Linked DNA regions of Mus musculus: region 2 is linked to region 1. Evidence: chromatin contacts called from public promoter capture Hi-C data. All regions are on one chromosome and are shown on one strand. The core of a region is the stretch at or near the end of the contact, and the rest is flanking DNA. Distances in the headings are between cores, read along the strand shown.

Region 1 (3,372 bases), core at 780-3,279:
TCTCATTCACTTCAGCCCCCATGCTTGGGGTACTAAATCCAAATTTATAAAATAAAATGTAAAGAATTCAATTTCCTTACTTTTTACTTGTAGGCTGAGAATTTGCCATGTCAACCAAGTTAAAGTAGTTGAGAGAAACTCGTCAGAAGGGCAGGCTATATCATACCCTCCTCTGTCTTGATGTTAGAAATAAATTTGAGGGCTGGAGAGATGGCTCAGCGGTTAAAAGCACTGACTGCTCTTCCAGAGTTCAAATCCCAGCAACCACATGGTGGCTCACAACCATCTGTAATGAGATTGGATGCCTTCTTCTGATGTGTCTGAAGACAGCTACAGTGTACTTACATATAATAAACAAATCTTTAAAAAGAAGGAAAGAAGAAAGAAAGAAAGAAAGAAAGAAAGAAAGAAAGGAAGAAAGGAAGGAAGAAAGAAAGAAAGTTTGAGGTTGAAAATTGTTGGGAGCTGACTCTTAGCAGAAACTACTACCATCTCTGCAGCCATCGCGGGCTATTTACTTACAGGTTGGTACTTTTCCACCCTGATGAGAGACTTGTTTTCCTAGCATGATGTTTTTGCAAGCAGCCCACCACAGCTGAACACACTATAATAATATCCTGTTTTTCTCAGACACATCCTGGACTCCCCAGCTTGTGCTTATATACCCTGTCTTGTTTCCATTCTTCGAATCTCTTGCCCCTCCATCCCCACTCTCTCCCTTGCAGACAGACCTGCAGGCCGGTTCAGAAAAGAAAGAGACCACCACTCCAACTATTGTGTCTAGACAAGACAAATTTATGTTTATCAAGAGGGTGTGCTCAGAAGGTTAAAAAGAATCAAATTCCTTGTCCTAAACACAAGTTTTATAGCACTTGGTGGAAAATACTCACATTTGATTATTTCTTACACTTAAGTAGTTGGAAGAAACTTTCTCTGGGACCAGTAGGTTTAGAAGCCTGGTGGTAAGGGCTTGGGCAATTAACATTTGTTGGACAAGGAATTTATCCAGAGGTCATTTTCGGTTTTTTTGAAGGACAGTTTTTTGCCTTGTGGGCCATGGAAGAATTATAACCTCCCTATCATTTCAAAGTTGGAATGCCTTCCCCTGTGTCTCTTTCCCCATCATTCCTTCCTTGCTAAGTGGACAGGGCTCAGAGCAGCAATTCCGAGTGCAGGTGGGGGTGAGTGGCAATGGGAGTCCGAGGCTGGCAACAGAGACCATGGATTGGAAATGAAGCAATGGGTTTGGGACCCAAAGGCCAGGTAGGGTTAGTGTAAGATTTAGGGAGAGGCTTTGAGGATACGAGATATAAAATGCGTGGAAGAAGAGACCAAAGACTCAGAAACAGACTGGCAGGGACAGCAGCGCCCCCGCAGGGCTGACCGCGGGGTGGGCGGGGCATCCCGGGGGCGGGGCTGGGGCCGGGTGACAGTTACATAACTAACCTGTGCTAGCGGCCGCCGAGCGGTTCGGGCGGCGGGGGCGGGGGCGGGGCCGGGGTGGTGCCAAGGCTGCAGCGGGCCGGGCAAGATGGCTGCCGTAGAGGCCGAGACGGGGCTGCTGACCCTGGAGTCGCTGCCCACCGACCCTCTGCTGCTCATCTTATCCTTCGTGGACTACAGGGACCTAATCAAGTAATGGGGCGGTGCTCTCGGCAGGGGTGGGAACGTGGAAGGAGGCAGGGAAGGAGGCCCGGGGTCGCTGGCTGGACGTGGGCTCCCTCCGCAGCAGGGTGACTGCAAGGCGGCCGTTATCCCGCATAGCGCCCCGGGGGGCTGAAGGAGACTCGGGGGAGCGGTCTGGGCATCCAGGTCTTACCCCTGCCCAGGCCTAGGTCCCCGGGAACTTAGCGCCCTCTCCCTCAAGCCTCGGCTAGGCCGGGTTGCGGAAGAGAGAGGTGGCTCCCTGGTCCTGCACCCCGCGGACCCTCGCTGGCCCTTTGGGGCCTGGTCTAGCGCTGTGGAAAGGCCACTGTCTCGGCCCACGCGCATCCCTGTCGCGCCTGGGGTCCCTGATGACCAGAGCCCTCGTGGGCAGGTAGAACGCGCGCGAGAAGGCCTGCGACCTTCTGACTCTGATGCCATCGTGATCGCGGGCAGCATACACTTTGTCTTGTGTCGGCGACTTTTTTGGCTGTCAGTTTCCCTTTTTATGGTGGGTGGTTGGATTTTGGGTTTTGTCACCGACTTCCGGTGAGGCCTTACAGGTGACTGCAGTTACCTTAGGGTTTCCCAGATGACCAGCATTTACTCCAAAAATAAACACCGGGCATGCGAGAATTCTTTCAGAAACCAGGACTGTTTTAGCGTGGAGGGACAAATGGTCCTGCCGTGTGCCCCTTTCTTGTCACCCTCACCCCCTGTGTCAGGATTGTTTACATTCTTGACCGCATAGCCTGGGTTTCTTGTGCTTCCGTATATATTTGTGGAGGCTGCAAAATGGCCCTCTCACATGGGGAAGACACACTTTTGGTTTTTGCTTCATTACTGGAATCTGGGCATCTATGTCCTCTGTTTTTAGGGGCCTTTAAGAGGTACAGATTTCTTGGAGTTACAGGTAGCTAAGTGGTGGCAGAGATATTTCCTGGGTTTTCTGTTATGGCCTCCACTCGTACCTGCTAAGACATTTGTCTTTCCAAAAAACACACTTCCCCCTACTCAGCCTGTACTAACACACAGAAAGTTTTTCTGTAGGAAAGGTTGGCCAGCTCAAATGTATTTCATCTGAAATAGTTTATTGCTATAACTTCTTATTTAGATAGCCTTCTTTCTTTGCTTGCTTGCTGCCAGAGTTACCTTCTAAAGACCAATCTGGCTGTCATTTTTCTTAAAAGCCCATGACATCCCTGTTTACAACACTGGACCCTGAACTTCTGCAGTATTTAAGGCCCTTACCCAATAGCTTATTATCTAAGGCCTTTCAGGCCTCTCCTCCACTATCATATTTTCTCAGCCCATCAGATGGCACAACACTCGCACATGGTTGTGTATGCTCAGTTCCCTGTCCGGAATACTTCACTCTCCTCAGTTTAGCAACCTTACTCTCCCACTATCTTCTCCAACTAGAGTTTGTAGTAATAAAGTGTGCATTGCTAGAGTGTAAAGATATTTATTTTTGTATTCATCTGCTCAGGTTTGTTTGTTTTGTTTTGTTGAATGTCTGCCATGTGCCAGTTAAATGTAGGATTACAGTAGTGAGTTAGAGAGATATGGTCTTTTTTTTGTAGCTTGACTACTATAGACAAGATGGAAAGTCAAACAAGTATGTAATTACAAAAGGGGCCAAGTATTGGGAAGGAATATGTATATTGCATTGGAAAGGAATGTGGAAGACAGGCTGACCAACTCACAGTGGAAGACATGAAGTGTGGC
Region 2 (3,401 bases), core at 75-2,574, 43 kb after region 1:
CAGTGACTAGGAGGCATAGGCTCACAGGGGTGGGGTGGGGGTGTGGCCATCAATTCTTGGGCGTGGCCAGTGGAGTTGGGTCCCAGTGCTAATTACTGTCAGCAGCCAGAGCATGAGCACAGTCACTGGCGATCTGAAAAGTGTATAGTGCAGGATCTAACTGACTCTGAGGCTGCAGGTAAGCAAGGGCACAGAGTTGGCTGGAGCAGAGCCTCGGGTGGGAGGTGGGGGTGCTTCGGCAGCGCATGCGTCCGGGCTGGGCGGTGCGGTAAGTTGTCCTTGCTCCTCCCTCTGGAGGCCTCTCTCAGGCCTGTACCTCTGACCTTTTTTTTTGTTATAGATTTCGTGTGCTGCAGCCTGCGCTCTGCTTCCTACTCAGTGGTTGCTGGAGCTCTGCATTACCTGAGCGCCTGACTCCAGGGCAGCCCCGTCTCTCAGAGAATGCGGTCTGCAGAAGGAGGGGGCGGGGGGGGGGGCGGCGAGGGCTAACCTCAGTCTCAAAGCTCAAAGAACTCACTGCAGTTCTTCTTGCTGAGGTCCAAATCTGTAGCTGCTCTAGTGTATATCTTTGGTGCATGGGCCCGGCCACCCTGCAGTTTGAGTGCGGACTTTAAAAAGAACCTCTTCTTTTCGTTCCTAGGTAGTCGAAAGCAAGCTATTAAATCTTATTTTCTCATCAGTAAAGGGAAAGGACTTATTTCACAGGGTGGTGGTGAGCACTAAGGTAGCTCACGGTTGATCTCCTGGAATGTGGAAAACAGCCAATGTTCCGGAGACCCACCTCAGGGAATCTTTTCTCCAGTTCTTCCGGGCTGACACACCGAATGACCGTGACAGAACGACATTATGCCTTGACCATGCTGAAAAACGTTTGGCATGTACTTTGCTATAAATGAAAAACCTCCCTTTTCACTGGGCGGGTTGAAAGAAGTAGAAGGAAAACAAAAACAAAATCAAATGAACTTTAGGGTGGGAGTAGCGGGATGAACCAGGGATTTAGGGTCCTGAGATAAGTTGTTAAGAGACTGAGGCCATTTTAGGTGAAGTCCAGATCTGTGCAATTTCAAGAGCTCTGAAGTGCTTATGGAGCCACCAGGTGGCTGGGAGGGGCCTTTCCATTGTGATGGTGTTTTGCTTTGTCCTAAGCTGCTGATGTAATTTCTGCTTTGAACTGAAGAAAGGAATTTTGGGGTCTGTTGTAGGCTTAGCTATAGCATGTCCAAGCCCGTAAGGCCCATGAGACTGCTAACACTGGGTTATGTTAAGCCACTTAGCTTCCAGACCTTGGTAAGTAAAAGCAAGATACATCCAAAGTGATTTTGAGACTGCCCTGTTGCCTTGGATCAGGTAATACCATCCCATTGGCCCTCTCAGAACTTCTTATAGGGTGATGATGTTGCAACTTTATTTGTTATGATATGCTCAGCCTTAAAGTACATCAGCCTGATCTTCGGGGGAGGGCCCTAAGGTCCCCAGAGGACTCTCCAAGCTGCAGGCACCCTGGCACAGCCGGGTCCTTGAGATCACTGGTGAGTAGAACGCAACATCAGTTCCAAAAAACCCAGAGGGTCTAGTGCTAGCAGCAACACGGTCAAAGGACAAAGGCAGGCCCTAGCACACCCAGAATCTTGGGATCACTGAGACCAGTCTATGCAGGAGAGCACATGGGCGGCAGAAGCAATAGAGCTTCTTGGACAGGGTCTCTTTGGGCCTTCATCCTCAGGCAGGAGACAGCTGAGATCCAAACCCCTGGACCCCTTCCCTGCCAGAGGAGAGTCAGCCTCCAGGGAGGGCTCTGACCCCAGGAATCAGGAGGTGGATCTGAACTCCAGACTTCTGTGCACCTTCCCTGCATGAGGAGAGCTTGCCTGCAGAGTGTGTTCTGACTACTGGGACACAGGAGAGAGTTGGTCTTCCAGGAGTGCTGACAGAAGCTAAAGAATAACAGGAGGAACAAGCTCTAGCCAGAGACAAGAACATATAACACCAGAGATTACCAGATGGCGAAAGGCAAATGAAAGAATCTTACTAACAGAAACCAGGACCACTGGACATCATCAGAACCCAGTACACCCACCACAGCGAGTCCTGGATACCCCAACACACCTGAAAAGCAAGATTCGGATCTAAAAATCATATCTCATGATGCTGGTAGAGGATATTAAGAAGGAAATTAATAACTCACTTAAAGAAATACAGGAGAACACTGCTAAACAGGTAGAAGCCCTTAAAGAGGAAGCACAAAAATCCCTCAAGGAATTACAGGAGAACACTGCTAAACAGGTAGAAGACGTTAAAGAGGAAACACAAAAATCCCTTAAAGAATTACAGGAAAACACAACCAAACAGGTGATGGAATTGAACTAAACCATCCAAGATCTAAAAATGGAAGTAGAAACAATGAAGAAAACCCAAAGGGAGACAACTATGGAGATAGAAACCCTAGGAAAGAAATCAGGAACCATAGATATGAATATCAGCAACAGAATATAAGAGATGGGAGAGAGAATCTCAGGTGCAGAAGATTCCATAGAGAACATGGACACAACAATTAAAGAAATTTGATTTGCATTTGTTTGCAAAACGTAAAAAGCTCCTAACCCAAAACATCCAGGAAATCCAGGACACAATGAGACGACCAATCCTAAGGATAATAGGTATAGAAGAGAGCAAAGATTCCCAACTTAAAGGGCTAGTACATGTCTTCAACAAAATCATAGAAGAAAACTTCCCTAACCTAAAAAAAGAGATGCCCATGAACTTACAAGAAGCCTACAGAACTCCAAATAGACTGGACCAGAAAAGAAATTCCTCCCGACACATAATAATCAGAACAACAAATCCACTAAATAAAGATAGAATATTAAAAGCAGTAAGGGAAAAAGGTCAAGTAACATATAAAGGCAGACCTATCAGAATTACACCAGACTTCTCACCAGAGACTATGAAAGCCAGAAGATCCTGGACAGATGTTATACAGACCCTAAGAGAACACAAATGTCAGCACAGGCTACTATACCCAGCAAAACTCTCAATTACCATAGATGGAGAAACCAGAGTATTCCATGACAAAACCAAATTCACACAATACCTTTCCACGAATCCAGCCCTTAAGAGGATAATAATGGGAAAATACCAATACAAGGATGGAAACTACACCCTAAAAAAGGCAAGAAAGTAATCCTTCAACAAACCTAAAAGAAAACAGCTTCAATAACAGAATCCCAACTCTAACAACAAAAATAACAGGAAGCAACAATTACTTTTCCTTAATATCTCTTCATATCAATAGACTCAATTCCCCAATAAAAAGACATAGACGAACAGACTGGCTACATAAACAGGACACAACTTTTTACTACTTACAGGAAACTCACCTCGGAAAAAGACAGACACTACCT

Evidence for each region. Capture Hi-C pulls out chosen DNA fragments and counts their contacts.
Region 2: a contact with region 1 is called in a promoter capture Hi-C map of pancreatic islet. The contact joins the promoter of Cd59b here to the promoter of 4931422A03Rik in region 1. A contact is called at or near these places in 2 of 39 promoter capture datasets (liver and macrophages), 2 of 15 datasets of contacts at CTCF or cohesin (CD8 T cells and the NIH/3T3 cell line), 5 of 115 datasets of contacts at active chromatin or transcription factors (the SCID.adh cell line, embryonic forebrain, embryonic stem cells and 1 more) and 3 of 9 other capture datasets (adipose tissue, liver and pancreatic islet).

The regions. Positions count from the first base shown.
Region 1 is chr2:104,026,332-104,029,703 of GRCm38.p6, forward strand. 4931422A03Rik (RIKEN cDNA 4931422A03 gene) reads right to left here and starts at 2,030. Exons shown (of 5, transcript NM_175161.3): 1 at 1,447-2,030; 2 at 891-956. The coding sequence starts at 892. It overlaps Fbxo3 (F-box protein 3), which reads left to right and starts at 1,468. Exons shown (of 11, transcript NM_212433.1): 1 at 1,468-1,635. The coding sequence starts at 1,532.
Region 2 is chr2:104,069,742-104,073,142 of GRCm38.p6, forward strand. Cd59b (CD59b antigen) reads left to right here and starts at 1,325. Exons shown (of 4, transcript NM_181858.2): 1 at 1,325-1,347.